Linked DNA regions of Gossypium hirsutum: region 2 is linked to region 1. The links are chromatin contacts, called in public Hi-C maps. All regions are on one chromosome and are shown on one strand. The core of a region is the stretch at or near the end of the contact, and the rest is flanking DNA. Distances in the headings are between cores, read along the strand shown.

Evidence for each region. A called contact is a pair of places that touch in the nucleus more often than the background predicts.
Region 2: a contact with region 1 is called in a Hi-C map of leaf, with 2.9 times the contacts expected there. The contact joins the promoter of LOC107910575 here to the promoter of LOC107955679 in region 1. A contact is called at or near these places in 3 of 34 Hi-C or Micro-C datasets (all in leaf).

The regions. Positions count from the first base shown.
Region 1 is chrA07:82,552,657-82,558,081 of Gossypium_hirsutum_v2.1, reverse strand. It overlaps LOC107955679 (AUGMIN subunit 5), which reads left to right and starts at 3,808. Exons shown (of 11, transcript XM_016891485.2): 1 at 3,808-4,270; 2 at 4,273-4,555; 3 at 5,282-5,425. The coding sequence starts at 4,036.
Region 2 is chrA07:82,763,504-82,769,061 of Gossypium_hirsutum_v2.1, reverse strand. LOC107910575 reads left to right here and starts at 1,991. Exons shown (of 2, transcript XM_016838490.2): 1 at 1,991-2,302; 2 at 3,471-3,908. The coding sequence starts at 2,190. The coding sequence ends at 3,690. It overlaps TRNAI-AAU (transfer RNA isoleucine (anticodon AAU)), which reads right to left and starts at 2,054; the gene lies at 1,981-2,054.

The sequences.
Region 1 (5,425 bases), core at 2,559-5,058:
GGATTTCTGCATGGAACCAAGCGTACAACCAGAGGTGCCTCTAGAGGTCTATTTGGAAGTACGAGCCTGGAGGTCTAACGATGTCCTCTGGGCAATCATTTCTTCGGGTTCGACAACATCATCATCTTCCTCTATGGTCTATTATTGCGTTGTCCTCACTTGCCATTGTATATCCGCCACTCCCATGTTCAGTGGTTGCAACGATGAGCCACCCTGGTAAAATAATGATGCATGTAGTGTTTGGGTCAATATAGGTGTGTAACCATAAGGTGCCTCAAATCCCAGGTACATTGAAAAGGTACCGGGCATCGACATCAACATCGACTGCTGCATGAGTGTCTGCATTGGTACAATCATTGGTGGCGGTGCATACGTCAATGTCTTTCTCGATATAAGGTTCAGTATTGACATAGACGTTGGGGTGTAGTATGTGGGGGATGTCGGTGTCCTGAAATATGTACCTACAAGAATAAAAGAACCAACCATGTATGGCAGTAGATTGTAATATGGAGGTGCTTATAAAAAAAACATGGTGTTAGTAAATTGAACGAGAATAAGTAGAGCGAACAAACCCGGATAGTGCATAGCCACGGACAACACATTTTCTGTCGAATCTGATGACAAACCCATCATGTGACCACGTCCCCTCCTATGTTGTTGTGGCAATCGATGTTGTATTTTTTTCCAAGTTTTCCTACTCCTCTCCTCCAATGGTAGCAGATACGACTTGCCGACGATTTTAAACCATGTCAAGTAATCATCAGTTGCCACCGTTTCTGTCGAGAAAAATGGTTCGCGGGCGAGTATGAATTCCATCCTACGATCCTAAGCCTGGATATGCTCCTTATGCTTCTCCGCCCAATCCTTGTCGTTCTTCCCCCATATGTCTACCTTGTGCAGTTCCTTCATGTCTTGTGGTGGCAGTGGAATTCGTTGCCTGTACCCGAACTACCATAGAACCTGGTCCAATTCATACATTTCCACTATCGCGTACACTGTCAACAACACCTTCGCGTCCCACATCTCCCGATTGTCAAAACATTTCTGGTGGGATGCAAGATATAATCTTGAGGTTGATATACGACATCCATTAAAACTGAAAAATAGAATTGTAAATATCGTTACATACATATTCTTTTTAATGAATCATTGCATAATTAATATAGGTTCAAAAAAGATAGGTAATTAATCTTGGTTTCCGAGCATTGATCTAACAGTAGCCTAATGTCTTCCTACTTGTTGGGTAATTCACATAACTCGACCCATGGTTCTACTTGTATAAGAAATATATCGTTGGAACATATAATAAATAAAAACATTTACTGCACAAACTACATATATATTTATAAATGATGTTTACCTCTTCACCAACGAGAAAATATCTGGGTCAGTCACTTTGGGACATAGAAACGATATTTGCCACTAGGCCTCTAACTGCAATAGTAGCATGCAACCACCAATCGACATCTTATTCGGTTGCGTTGCTCGACAAAGCTCTCGGTATAATATGGACAACACGACAGATCCCCAACTTAGCTTTGCACATTCACTGAAGTCCACTAGATGTAGAAGTCATCTTATGTGCACCAAATTTATAGATTTATCGGGCATTAAAATACCCATGATTAACCTCATGATGAATAATTCAGCATACTGTTGTATGACCTCCTTCGTTGCATCATCGGGAAGCTTATCGAATTTTTTCTCTAACTAGTTGGTCGATATCCAACCACCTTCAAACCTGTTCAGGATCTTCCCCAACATTGCCACGTAGAGGTCCACTTTCCCCCAAACCATTGCTGATCCCATGATGACTGGCCCATCCACCGGCAGACTAGGTTGTAATGTTATGTCCTCGAGTGTGATTGTACACGCACCGCATAGAATGTGGAAAGTGTATGTTTCAGACCTTCATCTTTCAGCCAACGTGTTGGTTAGTGTGGGATTGAGTTTGCAGTCCCCTTACATGCAAGACGCATGCAAGAATCTAGCCTTCTGCAAATACCCATAGATTTCAAGGATCGGAGGTTCTATAACATAAAATAATATTTAGATTTATCAATTTTTTTTAAACATAATTAAAAATAAAAAAATTTAAATTTTGTCTTACTATTGCTAATTGGGCGGTAGAAATATAGTTGTTGTCGAAGCAGATTAGAGAGGTGTCCATTCTTGAGAAATTGATCCGAACGAATAAAACATGATATAATTAAAAAAATATTATTTTTAAATGAAAATATAAATAAATATTGAATAAAAAGCTTGAGAGAGTTGAGAGAAGGATGTGAAAGAAAAAAATGAAATTTGTGGGGTATTTATAAGTGTAAAAAAGTTACTATTAGGATTTTAATTTTTTTTTTACCGTTTGACGCGACAACAATAAAAAAATCGTTGCATTTTACCATTGAAGGAAAGAGCGCCCAGTTGGACGAGCTTTCACTTTCTCTTTCCTAAAAACGACTTATTTTTCTAATTTAATTTTAAAACGACTTAAAGGCCTAATTAAAAAAATTAGCTTATTCAGCTAATTTAGCCAAATTTTATAAATTTTTACAATATCATACTAATATTTTCATATTTTTAATTAAAAAATAATATTCAAACTAAACTCGAATAATTAGGTGTCTAAATTCAAATGAACTTATACATCAATTTGTCAATATTCATCATGGAATTAATAAATATTATATATATTAATTATTTTTCCTCTCAAATTTTGATATAAGCATCGTGGTTCTCTTTTACTTAGTAAAGGCATATGTGTGAGACAATTTACTAATTAATTTACGTGATTTAAATACTTTAAAATCTATAACGATATTTGGGTTTAGTTTTATAATACATCGGGAGTTAATGAAACTATTTTAGTGAAATTTAATTGTCTCAATTTTCGAGCGATCACTCCAAATATTTGAGTTCCTTTTGGATTTCTTTCTTGATCAATGATAACAACATTGTTATCACATCGTATTATCATCTCATACAATTACTGCTTTGATCACTTATAATTTTTCTAGAGGTTTATTTAATATTGCTTCCTTGATCACAATAATAATATTGCCAGTATGAGCATATTGATGATTACTAGCTCCTATGACTCACATACATATAAATTCTCAAGTCCTATTGTTATCTGCTACATTCAAATGGATTTGAGGATGAATCTTTTTTCATGTAACAAAGGAAAAAGAAGAAGAAGAAAATATTGTTTGTCGAAAAGAAACCCTCAATTGTTTTTTTTATACAATGATTATTTCTTTAGTTTGATTTAATAATTATTAATCAAATAAACTTAATCAATGTATTTTTAACATTTCAAGTACGAATGATAATGGAGTGGGGTATGAGTGAATGTTATTAAATCTATTATTGCTTTCTAGTTGGCATACTCTATTCCACCATCGTTCCACTATGAATGTGTAAATTTGAAATTTATTACCACTTTTATGGACGCTAGATGCATCTAGTCTTGCTCCATCTCCTCCTACCTCACTTTACTTTAATTTAATTTTTATTATTTATTTTTAATATTTTTAAAATTAAGTAAATATTTAAAAAAAATCATAAAAAAACTAAAAAATATATATAAATTTTTTTCTAAAAATGAATTATTATATTATTAATAATTAATATATATATAAATTGATAACTTTATATAATACAACAAGAAGAAATGTAGCATAATCACTCATATAGAATAGAAGGAAAAAAGAAGAAGAAAAGAAAACGGTATCGTATCGAGTGAGCGGGACCTCCATTTAAAACTTCTTTATTATTAAATTGTTCCACTCATATCCAAAGATAAAAATAAAAAAATAGAAGAGTTAAAAGAAGTATTCAAAATTACAAAACTGCCATTCTACCAGCTTTCTTTACACAGTCTTCCCCTGCCCTTTTGCCGGCCAAATTGGCTTTCTCATTATCAGATCTATCAAAATCCCTTCCTTATTTTAGCTTTCAATTGAAAATCCATTATGTCATTTTAGACCAAGGTTTCATTTTTTTTTTGCGTGGACTTTTGGCATTGAATCCAAAATGCAGAGCTCAAATGTGCAGCCGGAAGTTATACTAGAATGGCTGCAAAAGGAAATGGGTTACCGTCCCTTAGGACCCTACAATTCTTCTTCCAACAAGTCGAATTTACCTTCCATCGATTCGCTTCGCAAGATTTGTAGAGGGAATATGTTACCTCTGTGGAATTTCTTGTTAACCCGCGTTAAATCCGAGAAAACCGTCCAAAGCATCCGAAAGAACATCACCGTGCACGGCGGAGGGGGAATATTGAGAATGCTGGAAATTTGGGGAAAGAGGAGGGGAGGAGTAAAGGAGGGGGGAGGAGGAAAGAGAAGGTGGGTGGTGGTGGTGGAGGGGAGGGTTCAGGTGCGGCGGAGATTAGGGAAGCAGCAATAAGGGAACGGGAAGCCGCTGCCAAGGAAGTGGAGAGGTTGAGAAATATTGTGAGGAGACAAAGGAAAGATTTGAAGGCTAGGATGTTGGAGGTTTCTAGAGAGGAAGCTGAAAGGAAAAGGATGCTTGACGAAAAGGCCAATTACAGGTTTTTTTCTTCTTAATTCTTAAGGAGTTCTTTTAACTATATTCTAGAACTGAAAAATGCCTGCGTTAGCATTGTCCTTGTTAATTTTAACTGCTCACCATTGAATGGGCGATTTATGTCGAATTTATCTAATAGCTATTTTTCGCAACATCGAGTTTCATTATGCTTTAGGATTTTTCTTATAACTTGTGGCGTTTTAACGTCATTATGGAGGCAGAACATGAAACTAGGCCTTTAATGCCAACTAGAGCCTTTGTGTTTCTAAAATTATGGACCATCTTGTTTTTTTATTGCGTATTATTTAATTTGGGGCTTTGAAGTTAAATGTCTCTGTGATTTTCTTTATGGACTTTTCTGGTTGGATTTGACCTTTAGCTTCCCCATCAAGATGATCACATTGTTTCTCATTTTTGATCTTATCAATAAGCTGTTAATTATGGACTAGAGTGACCGTGTGCTCTATTGTCAAACTACACATAAAAGTTCTTATTTTACAATATATAAGTGGTTGGTGATAGCTTTTACATATACTTTATAGAATATATGAGGACTCAGTGTGCATTTAGTTAATCCAAGCCTGATTGGAGTCATTATTGTTAACTTCTGATATTATAAAATTAAAAGTGCCCTTAGCATGCTTGAAAACAACAGTTACCAAGTGTATTTCATCTTTCGGCAAATCTCTTTTGCATATCTTGTGTTTTCACATGCCTTATTCTACTGTAGGCACAAACAAGTGGTGTTGGAAGCTTATGATCAACAATGCGATGAGGCTGCCAAAATATTTGCGGAGTACCACAAACGTCTTCATCAATATGTAAACCAAGCCAGGGATGCTCAAAGGTCAAGTGTTGACTCTTCCACTGAAGT
Region 2 (5,558 bases), core at 742-3,241, 210 kb before region 1:
CTATATCAAAAACCTTTTCAAAATCACAATTAATTTTGAAATATTAAATATAGTATTTACAAATTTACTTGTCAGATTTAGTGGTCTCAAAATCATTTTTTCCGATACCACTAAAAAAAGGCAATTAAAGTCAAAGAAATTCTTGTATATTTGTAACCAAGATTGAAGCATAATTAGGCCATTAGATACGTCAAGCAAGTTGCACAATACAATTAAAATTTTAATAGTTCAGTCAATCTTTTCATCTAAAACAAAACAATTTAATTAAATTTTATTATGTTGGGAAATTTTTACTCTCTTGTTAAATAAATATTTTTCTTTTTTAAAATATAATTTAAATTAATTATAAAAGAATATTACCTGGAAAATAAATATAAGTTTTTCTCATAGAAATAATCCAATTCTTAATTGTAACAATTTTTAAAAAAATATTTAATTTAATTTTTTTTTTTTGAAATGGTACACTCACTATGACGTGGGTGAAAAAAATGTAACAAATTTAAATAAAAATTAATTGATATTTTGGCTATACTGGTAAAGTTAGTTGTTTATTATGCATGGTATTTTGGGTTTAAATTTTATTATAATCAATTTTTTATTAATTTATTATATAAAAAGTCAAACACGCCCTCAATAATATAATTTAATTTGTATATGAAAGGATATTTTAATAATTTCATAATTGAGTTGGTGCCTAATTGACCCTTAAAATATAAGTATGTATTTTTTTCATATTTTTATTAATTATTGTAACTTTTTTCATCCATAGGGTAGGTGTTACATTATTTTTGTTCTTGTAAAATGAAGGTATATTCCATCTCCATTTTATAGTTTATGGAAATTATGTAACGCATCAAAGTTCTCATGTTTTTATTGTGTAAAATTGCTAAGTAATTTGTTATGGTGTGTCGGTTAAGTCTTATAAGTTGTTTGTTTTCGTCTTGTGTTCAAGCTCTGTCGTTACAAGGGAGAAATATTTTTTAATAGTCTTTTGGTTGGGCTCTAGGAAATGTTGGGAATAAGTCTTAATTATATTTTTATTATATTTTATTCTAAAATTGAATTTCAAAATTTCCCAAATGTGCTCCTACTATTAACTTCTCGTACCCCATTTGCTCTCACTTTTATGTTCTACTTATTCTTTCTTTTCTTTTTTTTCGCTTTCTTTTTTTTTTTTTTTTTGCTTTCTTATTTCTTTTTCTCCACAGTAGTTATCTTATCTTTCTTTCCATTGTTTTTGTTCATTTGATGTCATTATATCTTTTTTTGTGTTCATTCCAACAATCGTCTCGAATCGTTGTAATTAGGGTGTGAAGGGAGCGAAGGTCAATTGCCTCCAGTGGAGTAAGTCACATTTTGGCCATTGTTATTTGAGTGGTTTCATGAGTTTCGGATGTATGGGTGATCAATCTTGTTATCAAATGTGTGATCTAATTCAAAAAGCTTATCGGAATTTGAAAAAATTAAAAAAAAAATAGGCTGGTTCTGAAATTGCTCCTCGACCACAAGACTGTGTGAAATCTTGCAAACCTTGTGCTTAGGCCATGTGAACCACACAGGCTAGTTATTGGGGTCGTGTGGGTCTTTTTGCCAAATTTTAGAGATGTTTAGGGGTTTTCTGGGGGACTCAAAATTTGAGTCCGTAGACATCGTATGGAGCTGGAAAGGCTTAAGTTTCAGTACGTAAAAGTATATGGATATTAAAATTATGAAAATAAGGAAGTTTAATATAAGATTTAATCCTTTTCAATTAATCAAATTTATTGTCTATTTCATAAAAATAAATTTATTTATTCATTTAAGGATAGTAAAAATTATAAGTTTGAAAATATAAAATTTTAATATAAACCTTAATTCTTTATTTATTTACCAATGAAAATTAATAGTTTTGAACAATTAGATGGGCTTTCTGTGAGAAATCAATAACCAAAAGTTCAGAACTTAATGGCCCAAGCACACTAAATAAAAAAGGATAAAAATTGGCCCATGCAGGTCTGGAACCTGCGACCTTCGCGTTATTAGCACGACGCTCTAACCAGCTGAGCTAATAGGCCTCCGATGATGCATTTCGGTTAAATGACTAACAGTATTTAAAAAAAAAAAAAAAAGGGGAGGACATTTCAAAATTGTAGAGTGACCCATTGAATCGATAAGGTTTAAGATATCTGAACAGAAGAGACGGACGAATAATGGAACACATAACAGCAAGCGAAGTTGCAGGCTTTGGAGTTGGCACTTTGTTACTATGTGCTACAATTGCTGCCCCCAAAGTTGATGCTTTCATTTCTGCTTCTCAGAGAAGGTAATTGCAACTTTTCTAAACCCGTTTCTTTTTGCTGTGTTTCCAAGTTAGAATCCTTTTTTTTTTCTTTTTTGAGTTTGCGAGTAAAACGCAGTTTTTTTTTTTACAACTTTTGAAACTTCGAAAAAGTTAATATTTTTGTTGCTGGGTATGAGTGAAATTTGGTAATTTGATTGTTAGTTTGGTTGATGAATTCTCAGTTGTGATACCTTAAGTTATTTTGATTTAGCTGCTGTTGTTGTTCACTTTGTTGGTTTACAATTGGATGTCCTTTGGACATTAGAAAAGCTATCATTGTACTTTAATTCAATTTAAAATTGCAATGCCTTGTATATTAGGATTGATTTTAATTGTGGGGTTATTTTGATTCTTTATAGAATGATTGCTATATCTTCATGTTTGATTTCTGTTCTTTGTGATTGATTCTATCTCAAACAAATGCACTGCCTTACCTAGAGTTATGTGAAAATATCTCCGCATCCACAAAATTCTGGTGGTGTAAGCTATTCTTAGGTAACAAAAGAAAATGGCATCTGTGTGGAGTTGTTGACCAATGTCTTTTATTGTCTTTTATTCATGTTGTACTAGGATTTATCCTAGTTGGTTCATGCGGTAACTTTTAAGAGGTAATTTTTAGCAGGTTTAGAGGTCAAATTCTGAAATCTGCAATACCTTCCCCTATCTCCAAGTTATGATCTCCTTTGGAACAAAAAAAGGAAATGGCCCGGAAGTACTAGACTAAATTTAAGTATAATGCTTTTGGAATCATCAGCTTGGTTTTCCTCTTCGTGATGTAGTTATCTTGCTACAGTACTTATAGTTCACTTATTTTAGGAAAACTTGGATGCCTAGAATGGAATGCATATAAAGGTTGCCTTTTTGGTTTTTTTGAGGATAAACTTAAGGATTAAGCTAGGAATGGCTTAGGGCAAAAGGGGTGAAGGTCTAGAATCATTGTCAAGTGAATGAATTAAGTCAATCTCTTTCTAAACCAAGTTGCACATCAACTTTATTGTATTAAGGTAGGTAATATGTCTTATCCAATATCATGAGGTTCCCAACTTTTATTCAACTTTTCTAGGAAAAAGAGAACTGCCAGGATATATTTCATTGACTGATGTAATCTACACGGTTGCACAAGCTGATATTTAACTTGTCAAACTTGCAGTTCATTGGGCTTGTGCAAGAGATGTGGTGATCTACGGATGATAGCATGCTCAAGATGTAGAGGAACTGGATTGATCAAAGCAAATGGGCCATTCAGTTTCAACCTAATTGATAATCTGTATCAGTCTGAGGAGATTAAGGTAAAATCTGTTGGATGTACAAAATGTCAAGCTATGGGTCACTTCAGTTGTCCTGATTGCTCTAATACATCCACTAGTTGATTCTCGATCATGCCATGGAAGACATTTTTACTCTTATGCTCGTGTTTTTAAGATATGATCATTAGCTGTCTTCCTAAAGCCATTGTATTTTGAACTTTTTTGGTCCTAATACACTGGATTTTGCAAATCCACTTATAGGAGGTGGAGATTTGTGACAGTGACCTCAATTTGTACTGGTGCTATTTATCAATCACATAGTTATAATGATGTCTTATGAATCCTGCTGCTTTTATATGGATATGTGTTAAGACATTGGTGTCAGAGTTGGATGTCATATATGGATATGCCCCTGACACAGGCACGTCCGATTTTTTTCTATGTTTCCATATATTTAGAGGGTCATGCTCCTATTCTTATGTCCAAAAAAATGTTAAACCCTGGTGTCGGGCATGAATATTTTAAGGAGACAGAAGAGTCTGAGGCTTGAATGCACTTGTAGGTGTAGATTTGTGAAAGTGGGTTTTATTTATGTGTTTCATTATTTATACCAATGTTATGATGAATGTCTTATATTTCCTGGTGGCAATGTATAAGGTTTGTGACAGACAAGGAAAGCTTGTTTAATTGTATTCAAGTCCACTAAAGGAAAGCAGCGGAACCATTCGTTTTTGCTTAATGCCTTCTCCATCTGCTAACCACTGGAATTGATAATTAACCATTTTCTGCTATATATATATATTACTATTTTCTTGCTTGGCACCATTTCTAAGCATGCTATGACTAGTTAACCATCAGAGTATTAGAAACTTGAAATTCTTAATGTGTAAATAAATAATGTTTTGTCATGCATACTGCACCTTGCTAGGGTATAATCGAGCCAAGCTCAAGTTCAACTTGAAATTCAAGGCTTAAAGCATTGCACTAGTTTGATCAAGTTTTAATTATAGAAGTTCATGTTCAACAATAATTTAATTGAATTCGAGTCTTTTTTTTTTTTAGTTGAATCTGAGTTAAAAACCTCTTGCCAATACCTAAACCAAACTCAAGGTTTTCTTCTTTTTTTCCTTAGTCAAATTTGTATTCACTACTAGTGCTCTTTGAATATACTTTTTGGTAGATACGGAGACCGATTCATCCTTAATGGGTTCTAGCCCTCTTCAATACCATATATCCCATCTGAAGATTCAAACAAACTTTCAAATCTTATCTCCTGTTATAATCATTTTAGGATACATACTTTTCAAACTGAACAGGCTCATGGATCAAACCACAAGGGAGCTGTTGCTTTATTTACTGCTTCAAGTTAGTTTTTTTTTTTCTAAGAAATTAGTCAAATGTTGTCTGTTTCCTCTGAATAAGCAGGGAACAAAAATGGGGTTTTCTTTGCTTATCCTATTGCATATGTAAGCACATTACCAATTGTTCTAACACATGCTTAGCTTGCACTGTTTCTTCAGTTCAAGTTTTCTGTCTGATGCACTGAGATCCTTGCCTGTACCACTAACTTTGCCTATGGCAAGAACAACCCCCCCCCCCTTTTTTGTGTGTGTGGTAAAGAAAACCTGTGGCATGTTTCAGATATAATCATTGCAGCCCCATATCTTGTAACAGCTGAAAAACAAAACTTGTAGATATATATGATTATGACATGATTATTATCCACTTTCCAGGATGTTTTATTTTTCCATCACAAATTATTAATATTCTATTCTAGGTTGAATTCGATTTTAATCACAATATCCCAAAAGTAATGAGCCACTGTTGAAGAAGCGACAGCTCACATTCACTTCATTCATCTGTGTTTTCAGTTTCAAGTGAAGCTGTAGCCATTCGTTTTCCTTTTTCTTTTTTACCCAATACTCCCTATATGATGATCATGTCGTTGAGTGGATGGATATGCAAATCTACCAAGTTATGCCCACTGCTTT